Linked DNA regions of Mus musculus: regions 2 and 3 are each linked to region 1. The links are chromatin contacts, called in public Hi-C maps. All regions are on one chromosome and are shown on one strand. Each heading gives the region's core, a stretch centred on a gene start, on an enhancer-like site or on the middle of the called end of the contact. The rest is flanking DNA. Distances are from core to core; before and after follow the strand shown.

Region 1 (3,441 bases), core at 272-2,771:
TGTCTCATAACAAAAAACCTATGTGCAATCAGGACTACTTTTAAAGAAAATTAACATGATTATTTCTGTGATATGCCTTCTCTAAATCATATTTAACCTTATTTTCAGGAATAGTCTTAAAGCTTTGTCTGAGACTATTGGGCTGATAAAAATCTAAAGTGTTCCTAAATGCTAGTTAGATTAGATTTAACAAAATCCCTTTGTCAGAGCTTAAGTGAGTCAGTACGGAGCAGAAACAAAAATGTGTGTTCTCTATGATAGTTCTGCTTACACTCTCCCAAATGACAGCAGCTCGCTGGGCTTTCCTAAAGATTGAACGTAAGTTAGTTGCTAAATTGCTTACGGTTTTCTGAAATTTTTAAGTGAATAAGTCTTCTTTTTCATTTTCATGGGAATTCTGAACTGAAAAGCAATATTGAAATTATTTTTTTTAAATAATTTCACTGGTCTGGAGCTGGGTTTCAAGCACTGGCTGCTCTTCCGGAGGACCTGGGTTCGATTCCCAGCACCCACATGGCAGCTCAAAGCTGTCTGTAACTTCAGTTCCAAGGGAACCAACACCCTCTTCTGCCTCCTCAAGAACCAAGCATATACATGGTACACAGAGGGAAAATCACATCTCTTAAAGAAAATTCTCACCATCCTAAAAATTTCGAATTAAAAACCAAGCCAGAACCTCAAGTTCAGTTTATTCCAAAACAAAGAACTGTGCAAATATCCACACCATGCTGGCACAGACAAGGCATTGATCCATCTGTTTCTGATCACCACTGCAAAGAGAACTGCGGCAAAGGTTTGGGAATCCACTCCTGTGTTAGCAGGCTCAGCCTGTGAGGAGGATGGGCAGTAACTCATGGGGACAGCTCACGGGATAAAAGGGAGGGGGCTTTAGCAGCTGTTCTGAAAAGACAATAGCGGTGCCTGTATACAAATGACCTCATCCCCTTTGTGTGGACTTACCACATTGCTTACCACCTGTTGTGCTTTCCCAACTGATTCCCAGAAGGTTCATCATGTTCCTTTCTATCCTGCTAATATCTGTCTCTAATGTTGGCTAGCAGTGACTAGTATGTATTTACCCCAGACCTCGAGCGTACCCTGAAATACACGGCTACATTCCATGCATTTCTGGCAGCTATTATGTCCCTGTTTTCAAAACTCAGTAGATCCACTTAAACTCTCTTTGCCTGTTTAAAACAAACATAGCAAGTTCTATGATAATATCCACCAATTGACACTTTATATGAAAGACTCAGCTAAAACATGAAGTTTTCCCTGCTGCCTTTCCTCTCAAAAGTGACCCATTCAGGACAAATTTCAATGTTTACTTTGCTTACAAATGCCTGCAGGAACATATGGTCAGATCATATGGTTCTAATCATTTTTCCCTCTCGTACTTTGCAGCTTTGCCCAATTTCAATATTTTTTCTGGAGTTGGGAATTCTTTCTTGTGGTAATGTACTCATTTATCAAAAAATGAATATGTGGTTGTAAGGAATTTCGGGCTTATTGCAATATGGGAGATTGTAAGACGTTCTTCTGAGAACTCCAACTTTGCTCAGTCTCATGGTTGTACACAATCCAGTCCATGTTCAGCTGAGTACCCTTGAGGTTGAAGTGAAGGGCCGTGTTGTTACTTCTTCTCTGAGTGGCCTTGTTAGTGTCTTCTCGGTTATGGGTCTCCACTTCTCTTTGTAATCAATGCATGGTGACTTCCAGCATAACAGTTCCATCCTAGATAAAGCGGAGGCGATGGGAAGCCAAGATAAGTGAGAGAGGTTTCCTTTTGGCCTGCTGTCTCTTCCAGGCCAAGAGCACTAATGTTCTACACTCCACTGATTACTCTGGAAGGCTGGATCACTGAGTCATCTGGCATCTGCAGCTCTCACGTCCTCCATAAAAACTTGTAATTGAGGCTAGAGAGATGACTCAGGTTAAAAGCACTCTGAGCCCTTTTAGGGAACCTAATTTGGTTTCCAGCACTTGAGGTAGGTGGTTCACAACATCCTATAAGTATACTCTAGGGAAGCCAAGCTTAGTGGTACATGCAGAGGCAGGAAGAGCTCTGTGAGTTCAAGGCCAACCTGCTCTGCATAGTGAATACCAGGGCTGCAAAGCTACATAGTTAAGACCCTGTCATGATGATGATAATGATGATGATAATTTAATATTAAACCTTCTGGACTCTTTTGGGTACCTGCTTTCACATACATATACCCCTACACACGTGTACACAACTACACACAAATAATATCTTTTTTTTTTTAAGATAACACTTTAGCAGGGCATGCCTGTAATCCTAGCTCTCTTGAGGCTAAGGTAGGAGCTACAGTGTACTTATGTATAATAATAAATACATCTTTGGGCTTGAGCAAGCAGGGACTGAGTGAGTGGGGCCGACTGGAGCAAGCAGAGGTCCTAAAAAAATTCAATTTCCAACAACCACAATGAAGGCTCACAACATCTGCACAGCTACAGTATACTCACATACATAAATAAATAAATCTTTAAAAAATAATTCATAGAGCAACTGTGGGGATAAAATTTATACATCAGGCATTTTTAAGAACCCATCTATAATCTTTTGTACCATGTTAAACTCCAGACTCTTACAGCTTTTCACCAAAATAGATCAAGCTGCTGCTTTTCAAAAGGTGTTTCACAGTCTTCACATCCAATTCCACTTTTTATCAGACACTCCCAAATGGAACTGAGATGTTGAATCTAGTATGAAAAGTTTTAAAATATTTTGTAGGCATGGAGACAGGTTTATCTTTAAATGGCACCTGGAATAGCCAGCCACTTACAGTGTAGAAATTGCATAAACCAGCTCATATTTATGTATCCTGTATCTTTTCATTGGGGCTGAAATAACTGGCCTTAGACACTACTGACTCAAGGGTGAGTTTATATATGTTTGCGTTCAAAATCGCGTATGTAACTGTTTATATATAGCTATTTTATACAATAGCAAGGTATAAACGTATCTCTATGCTGTGGGCTAGCATGGCCTAATTCTCTTATTGGTACAATATACAATATGGTATAATATGCAAAGAAAGAGGAGTTATTATGAGCTACAGTACTTCAGTAAATATATAATTAAATCGTAACTATCATAACTAAAAAGGAACCTTATGAAGCAACATCAAACGCCTAGATGTGTGCACTGCACTGCAGTGAAACCACACTCAAAAAACTTGCACTGGTAATTTAGACATCTTCTCCTGTGTGTTGTTAGCCTGCTCCTTTAAACCGAATTGGGATTGAATACACATCAAAGACAAAGATGTGATCTCATGATTAGCTCAGTAAAATAAGAGTCAGATTTTTGACTCAGTATGTATTTAGATCTAAAGTAATAGCAGTAATGCAAACTCTTTGGTTATAAGTGTAGACACATCAGACAATATTTTCTATGGATAAAAATGGGTCTATTCT
Region 2 (3,441 bases), core at 296-2,795, 560 kb after region 1:
GCATCATCCCCAAAGCACCTAAATCTTTAGCCTAATGACACAAGAGCGCTGGGGGAAGGCATGTCCCACCACAGGCTGGCGCTTTAGAATTATTTTAAGTGGGCTGGGGAAGAATGAGAACACGGTTTCCAGCTACCGTAAATTAGCAGTTGAGTTTCCCGTTTTTGAGGAAATCCCAGGGTTGGCAGAGCCATAGTGCAACAGATGGAAATGGCCTTCTTGGTCATGGTATCTGCCCTTCTAGGGAAATAAGAAAATTCTCTTTTTAATATTGAGCTTTAAGCTGTTGTTCTGAGAAATAATCCCTTTTTATTCTAAATTGACTGTTCCATAGTGCATGCTGCACACACCTAACTTCCAAGGTCTGTTCTTTTCTTTTATTGTGTTGAGTGTTTTGTTGACACACAGTAATAAAGGGCATGAGTAAGTGGCACAGAAGTAAGGCCTATCACTAACATGGGAGGATACAGTCCATCTAAAGGTGAGATTTCCCTGGCTAACCATTTTTCTGGCTATATACATTTTAATCAATGAAAAGTAGCAACCATTATATTAATTTAATAATGGGTAATAATTAATAGACACATTAGGTTCTCTCCCACCATATCTAGGAATGGCCATGAGGTGCCCTCACATGCCTGTCTTACTGAGAGCCACCCTGTGTGTGTCTATGCTCCGTCCCAGCCATGCTGAGACTCAAGGCATGCATGCTGTTCCCACTCCTGCTTTCTGCTCAGTCACAGAAGTCTGAATAAGCCAACTCAGCTGCCATCTTCTGATTCTACCTTTCCACAAAAATCAGTTTGGGGCACTTAACAAACAACAGAAACATTTTGTAATGGGAGAGAGAGAGGGAGGAAGGGAGGGAGGGAGGGAGAGAGGGAGGAACGGAGGGAGGGAGGGAGGGAGAGGGAGAGGGAGAGGGTGAGTGTGTGTGTGTAAATGTACACTCACAACATTCTCCTCAGAATGAGCATGTAAATGAAGGGCTGACTGAATCAGGCCACTACTGTTCTACATGTGAGTAGCAATCACAGCTGAGCATTTTAAATATGGTCTTTCTGGTTGTTTCTAAGTCAACCTCTCTTGTAGAGCAATAGTCCTTACCATCTGCACCTCTATATGCACACAAATCCTACCTCAGATGCTGTCCTCTTCCATTCATCCAAATTTGGCTTCCTAGTCTGTAATGAGTCTATACGCTCCACAAAACGTTTAGAACATAAGCACTTGAAAAGGCAGAGGAAAGGAAGAAACAGCTAGTGCCTGTCTACAGAATCAAGTGCTTTTCTTAATATACAGTTTCCTCTTTTACATACGTACTGAAAACAGTAAGCTCTTTTTTTTTTTCTGGAAAACAAGTTTTAAAGCACATATACATAAAAGGAAAAAGTCATACAGCATAGACTGCGGCTTGAGAACTATTTATGCAGCATCAGAAGACTAAACCAGACGCTGGCCTGGCCATAAACTAAACCCACGCCCCAAACGAGGTGCCAAGCCACAAAAAGCATTTGCGTCATCTGGGAATACAAGGAAAAGAAGGGCTTCTAATTATAGGGCCTGGAAGCGGAAGCCCAGAGTGATTAGCTATTTAGGCGCTGCTGTGTGTTTATCTGGAAGCTTCCTCTCGCTCACTTGAAGCCTCAAGTTTGATAGATGAGCTTCAGTGTTGGCGGGTGGGGGCTGACGCCCTGATAGTACGTGGTGTTCTCTAGCGTCTGAGGGGGCTGCAGAGAGTGAGCTTAGCTGAGGCTGTTGTGGCTTCTGCAGAGCTAAGTCTTTTCACATGGGCGAAGCTGGTCAGACCAAAGAGTGAAATTAAAGACTAGCAAAACAGCAGTGAGCACAGGCTATAAAATCTTGGAAACATGATTTGCCCTTTTTTCCAAAATCCTATTTATAACACCTATCTAATTGAATGGTTCTTCAACATGTACACACACGGGAATTCAAAGACAAATTACCAGTTATTCACACTCTCTTCCAAAAGAGTCATAAGCAGAGGACAGGGTCAGACACAAGTCTTAATGGGACATCACACTGTAGTACTCATAAAACAAGATTTACCAATTATATTTTATCATTAATTTTTGCAAGGTGTTATATCTGACCTATACTTGTAAACTTTCAGTGGCACAAAGTCAAATTTGTAAAATAAATAAAAAGTAGAATCTCAGTATTGATAGAAAACCAGTGGTCTCAAAGCTCAAAGTCCCCAAGTACACAGAGTCCACTTCTGAATTGCTTTCTCCCACCACAGTTATCTGTCTGTCTCTCTGTCTCTCCCCCTCTCGGAAGCTTTGGTTTTGTTGTTGTTGTTTGTTTGTTTTTGTTTGCCATGTTGTAGCTAGAGCCACATAACGCACGCTCCCTATTTCCGGCCTAAGCATCTAACCCTAGAGCATGAATTTCTCCAGCAGTCACTTAGGCTTTTTAAAGACACTGATAATCAACCCCATCAATGTACTCTTCCGATTTAGGAAACAAGAATGTAAATCTTTATAAAATGCACTACAAAACATCCTGTGAGAAACACTGAAGGAAACAGCGCTAAGAAAACAAAAGAGATGATTGAGTTGATGTCATTCCTAGAGTTGTCTATATCTGTAACCAACATAGGTTCAAAAGAAGGACGATATTACACACATACATTGCACTTCTGACTCATTTTTTCCTTTAACATACATGCAGCCACCTAACCTCAGCAGTTAGAGAATAAAAGATTGAACTCTGAGGTTTTTAGGATTATGGAAGTGCCTATGGCTCTCTCCCTCCGGTTTCAGTGTTGAACACTGTGACCTGGGCATGCCTGCACCAACAAAACGCCAGGCCTCAGGCCTGAGCTGCACAACAGAGCCTATGTCATAATCCCCAAAATAATTACTGTAACGTTACAATCTGCAGTAGGTCTGTGTTATCAAATAGAAAATTGTAATATACTTATATTTAAGTATATGTTTATAAGTCCCTTATTTTTCCAAATGTTTAAGTTATTCTTATTATACATCAGAATATATTCCTATTTTCTTGAGCCTTATTACAATGAATGTATTCATTTTTAAGAGCTCATTTTTATGAGTCTAATACATCAACACAGTTGTTATCAAAACTAAGACAGAGGCGTCAGAAATGTATTGCTAATGTGTGCAACTGTCCATCGCCTCCCCATCACCAGGCTAACCACAGACCTCTTTCTTGAAATGAATTCATACTGCCTGCTTTAGGACTGAGACGGTGTGTAAGACCTTGTCAAAGAGCACCCACACAGGAGTTCTGGGTCTGTTCACCAGAAGCAACAGCAGCAGTTGGCTTGCTTACAGCACAGAATAGGACATGCTGCGGTCTCTGTATCCATTCTCCAGTGGTCCCCGCTTTCTGAACACTGTCACTCAAACTGACTGCTATTTATTCAGTATTCAACACTACTTTCTGTGTGGC
Region 3 (3,441 bases), core at 348-2,847, 530 kb after region 1:
TCTGAAACAAATTTCTATCTCTGGAAAGGAAACCACCTCACATGGTCTTTCTTGGCTCCTGCCACTTGCACAGAAAGACGTGGCTTATGCTTCATACGGACACAAGGTCCCACAGACGCAGGTGAGGGGGGCTAGGAACCACACAGCATTTCCTCAAACATTTTATACTACAAAGCTCACAGGCAAATGGATTACGTTGAGGATGAAAATGGACAGAGGGGAAGCACCAGCGTGCTTTGTGGCTGCTCCGGAGGAGCGGCATCCCAGGTCAGGTTTGCAGAGCGTCATATTCCCAAACCAGTCATCATTAACGGACTCACTTCCACAGGAAAGGAAAAAAAGCCAAGAGTCTGAAAACTCCGGACAAAAGAAATCCCTGCAGACAGAGTAAAAACAAATTAAAAGACCCATTATAAAACACAGATGCTACAAGGAAAATAAACTTTCCAAGATTTACTGGGCTTTGACAAACCCGGACATTTGTGGAAAAGCCATCAACAGCAACTCCCAGGTAATGTGGGAGGAAGCTTGGCTCCTTTCTGCTTTATCTTTAGCCTCTGTGCAGAAGCTGCCAGGACTGGATTCCCAGCTTCTGGATGCAGGGAAGTGAGAACATGTGAACGAGGCAAACTGCCAAGCACGAGACATTTCTAAGGGAAGCAAGACCCCGAAAGTGCTGAGCACTTCACATTCTGCTGAACGCTAGAGCTACTATCAGCATACTCTGTGCATGGACTTCTTCAGGACACGTGAGAGGAAACGAATGAACAAATGAATGAGGCCATCGCTCCTCCTGATCCTCTTTGCTGCCCAATCACACCATGAAGTAAGGAAAAGAAAACCACCAAGCATGATGTGCAGCAGTCACAGCTCTGGAATCTCCTGCAAGGGGGAACTCAGAGTGGGAGACAGCCGAAAACCCGTGCCAGGTTAGCAGAAGCGTGAGATACACGTGGTCATGAGTGGGAGCCTTAGAAAGACTCCTTAAGAAAGAGGGCTGTGAGAAAGAACACAGACAACGAACAATGGGGTGTCCGGTGAGCCTCTTAGGAGGTCACTGGGGATCCGAGGACAAACAGGCATAGAGATGTTAAGATTCCTTTACAAGAGCAAATTAGCGTGCCCATGGGACAGCATAGTTAGGAGGTCTGCAGTTTTCTGGGTTTTCCTGTGCTCCTTAGACATAGGGCCCTAACCCACATCAGGCATCAGGCAGGCTATTTAAAAGGGCTTATGACAGACACCATCCATGTCTCAGCAAACCAGATGCCTCAGTCCAGTCCGTTTTCATCAATCTCCACAGACTAAAGGGATCTGCCACAGTTGAGGGGCTCTGCTTCTCACCCCATCAAGCTCCTGGCTGCAAGTAATGGAAATTGTATTTGGAAATTAAAATAACAAGGGTACCCCTCAAACCCAAACTCGCGGGTTCCTGGCACTCCCAACCCTATAGAAACATCCTTTCTCCCAATATTTCCTCATCTCCATCCTCCTCCCAACACTCTCGCTATTCTGAGGACAGCGTACAAGCGTCCTCCTGTCTACCCAGTCCCAGAGGAAAGCTGGGTAAGAAGCGCTCAGAGCCTCTGCGCATGCGCACAGTCCGTCCCACACAAAAGCAAAACTGCCGGTCTGCTTTTACTATCCGGCCCTGGACTTGGCGGGTATAAAGCAGCAAAATTTACCAAAGAGTTTTAAGTTAATTCTGGAGTTGAAAAGTTGACTTCTTGACTCTGTTAAAAAGAATACAATGGTAGCTTGTCCTAAAACAATCACTGGATAGCTGAGCTCTGCAAAGCTAGAAAGCATGCTTAGCTCTTGCTTGTGGTCTAATTTAACATTAAAGCATTCTCAACTAAATCTCAACTATTATTTAATCAAAATCAAATAAAATCCTTTAAAACATATATATGTATATTTATTTTTTTTAAGTGCTCAGTACAAACTGGAATTTCTAGTATATGGGTTGCTTTTGGTCAGAAAGGGAGTGTCTGTCCCTCCCTCCCTCCCTCCAGCTCTGCTCTCCCTCCCTCAGGCCCCTAGCCCGCCTCCTTTCCCTCACAGATGAGGATGACAAGCTTCCCAGCTGCAGTTCCTGGACTCTCAGCCTTCTTTCTGACCTTTTCTCAGGCATGTTCCAGTATATTCTGCAATCTACTCAGTAGGAAAAGGAAACAGCAGCGCCCTGGTGTGAGACAGTGCCTTCTGACCCGCAGACCAGGCTGCACAGGCCTGGGATCTCAGCAGGAGATGGAAGGAAAGAAAATTAGCTCTGGACATGGAGGCTGGACACGCTTTACCAAACAACTGCGCGGACTTAAACAGAGGCAGAATCTCCAAGGATGATCCCAACTGCAGTTCTTATTGCTGTGATTGTTGCTCCTTGGGAAGGCAGCAGATGACAAAACATTGCAACAGAAATCTAGCAAAAGCATTGGTTGCTTTTTCTAAGAAAGCTTCCTGGTACCACAGTAACCACTACGGGTACAGAGGAGGAAAACAATCCATGTTTTTCAGGTGGAGACAGTTATTAGTGATGTTCTGCTACAGCACACAGAATGGTCCAGAACTCACCATCTGGTGTTCTCCAGTGTCAAGGAGAATTAAAAGTATACCTCCAAGAGAATTGGTGGTCTGCCATCATGTGACTGTTTTGAACATATATTTATACATAACACATTATACTTGTGTCAATAGCACAACAGTTAATTCTCTAGCTGTTCTCTCCTGATTCTCAGAATATCCTCACCTGTTCCTTACTCTTAAAGTACTGTATGCTATTTTAATGTGTAATACAAGTACTTCCTGGAAGCTAAAATGAATTTTGGATTTAGGAGCCTGATTTATAAGAGTAAAATTTAAAAAGAAAGTCACTATTACAAAGCTTGTATGTACAGTAAGTATAATTTACTCTAAAAGGGCAGTTTGTGGCTAGAATGAGGGGTGAGGAGAAGTAGGGAGAAATAAGGCTGCCAGGGGGTTGTACCAAGGAGCTGGGATGGCTACATGGCTCTAGTACACAGAGGGAGAAAAGAACACAAAAGAGAAAATGGGAGAAATTCTACTGAATTAAAAAAAAAAATTGAACAACATTTTAACATTAATAAAAAACGTTTATTTACTTATTTATTTCGGTTTTACGAGAACAGGGTTTCTCTGTGTAGCCCTGGCTGTCTTGGAACTCACTCTGTAGACCAGGCTGGCCTCGAACTCAGAGATCCGCCAGCCTCTGCCTCCAGAGTGCTGGGATAAAAGGTGTGCGCCACCATGCCCGGCTAGTAAAAAACTTTTAAGTAAGTGATCTATTCATGACCACACAAACAAACAAGTTAATATCAAATGAATAAAAACCGTGGCACGTTCCTTCACTCCTTCAGTTTATTATCTCAGAGCACCCTACACTGTGCGACCAGAGAAATGGTTTAAGAGCTCACACTCACT

What was found. A called contact is a pair of places that touch in the nucleus more often than the background predicts.
Region 2: a contact with region 1 is called in a Hi-C map of pancreatic cancer cells. The contact joins two enhancer-like sites. A contact is called at or near these places in 2 of 39 promoter capture datasets (cranial neural crest and maxillary cranial neural crest), 1 of 484 Hi-C or Micro-C datasets (pancreatic cancer cells), 1 of 115 datasets of contacts at active chromatin or transcription factors (the NIH/3T3 cell line) and 1 of 9 other capture datasets (adipose tissue).
Region 3: a Hi-C map of muscle stem cells shows a contact between it and region 1, with 2.8 times the contacts expected there. The contact joins two enhancer-like sites. A contact is called at or near these places in 1 of 39 promoter capture datasets (cranial neural crest), 4 of 484 Hi-C or Micro-C datasets (adipose-derived mesenchymal stem cells, cerebral cortex, cortical neurons and 1 more) and 2 of 115 datasets of contacts at active chromatin or transcription factors (bone marrow-derived macrophages and embryonic forebrain).

Annotation. Positions count from the first base shown.
Region 1 is chr11:86,049,076-86,052,516 of GRCm38.p6, reverse strand. No RefSeq gene overlaps it. Among named protein-coding and RNA genes, the nearest start is that of Gm20759, 26 kb to the right of the region's middle. Within about 2 kb of position 1,521, at least 88 of the 459 cell types and tissues checked have an H3K27ac peak or open chromatin away from gene starts, as enhancers often do. A contact at or near this core is called in muscle stem cells, where this site is marked.
Region 2 is chr11:85,490,570-85,494,010 of GRCm38.p6, reverse strand. All of the region lies in intron 13 of Bcas3 (breast carcinoma amplified sequence 3), which reads right to left. Among named protein-coding and RNA genes, the nearest start is that of Bcas3, 140 kb to the right of the region's middle. Within about 2 kb of position 1,545, at least 69 of the 459 cell types and tissues checked have an H3K27ac peak or open chromatin away from gene starts, as enhancers often do.
Region 3 is chr11:85,522,522-85,525,962 of GRCm38.p6, reverse strand. All of the region lies in intron 15 of Bcas3 (breast carcinoma amplified sequence 3), which reads right to left. Among named protein-coding and RNA genes, the nearest start is that of Bcas3, 170 kb to the right of the region's middle. Within about 2 kb of position 1,597, at least 82 of the 459 cell types and tissues checked have an H3K27ac peak or open chromatin away from gene starts, as enhancers often do. A contact at or near this core is called in muscle stem cells, where this site is marked.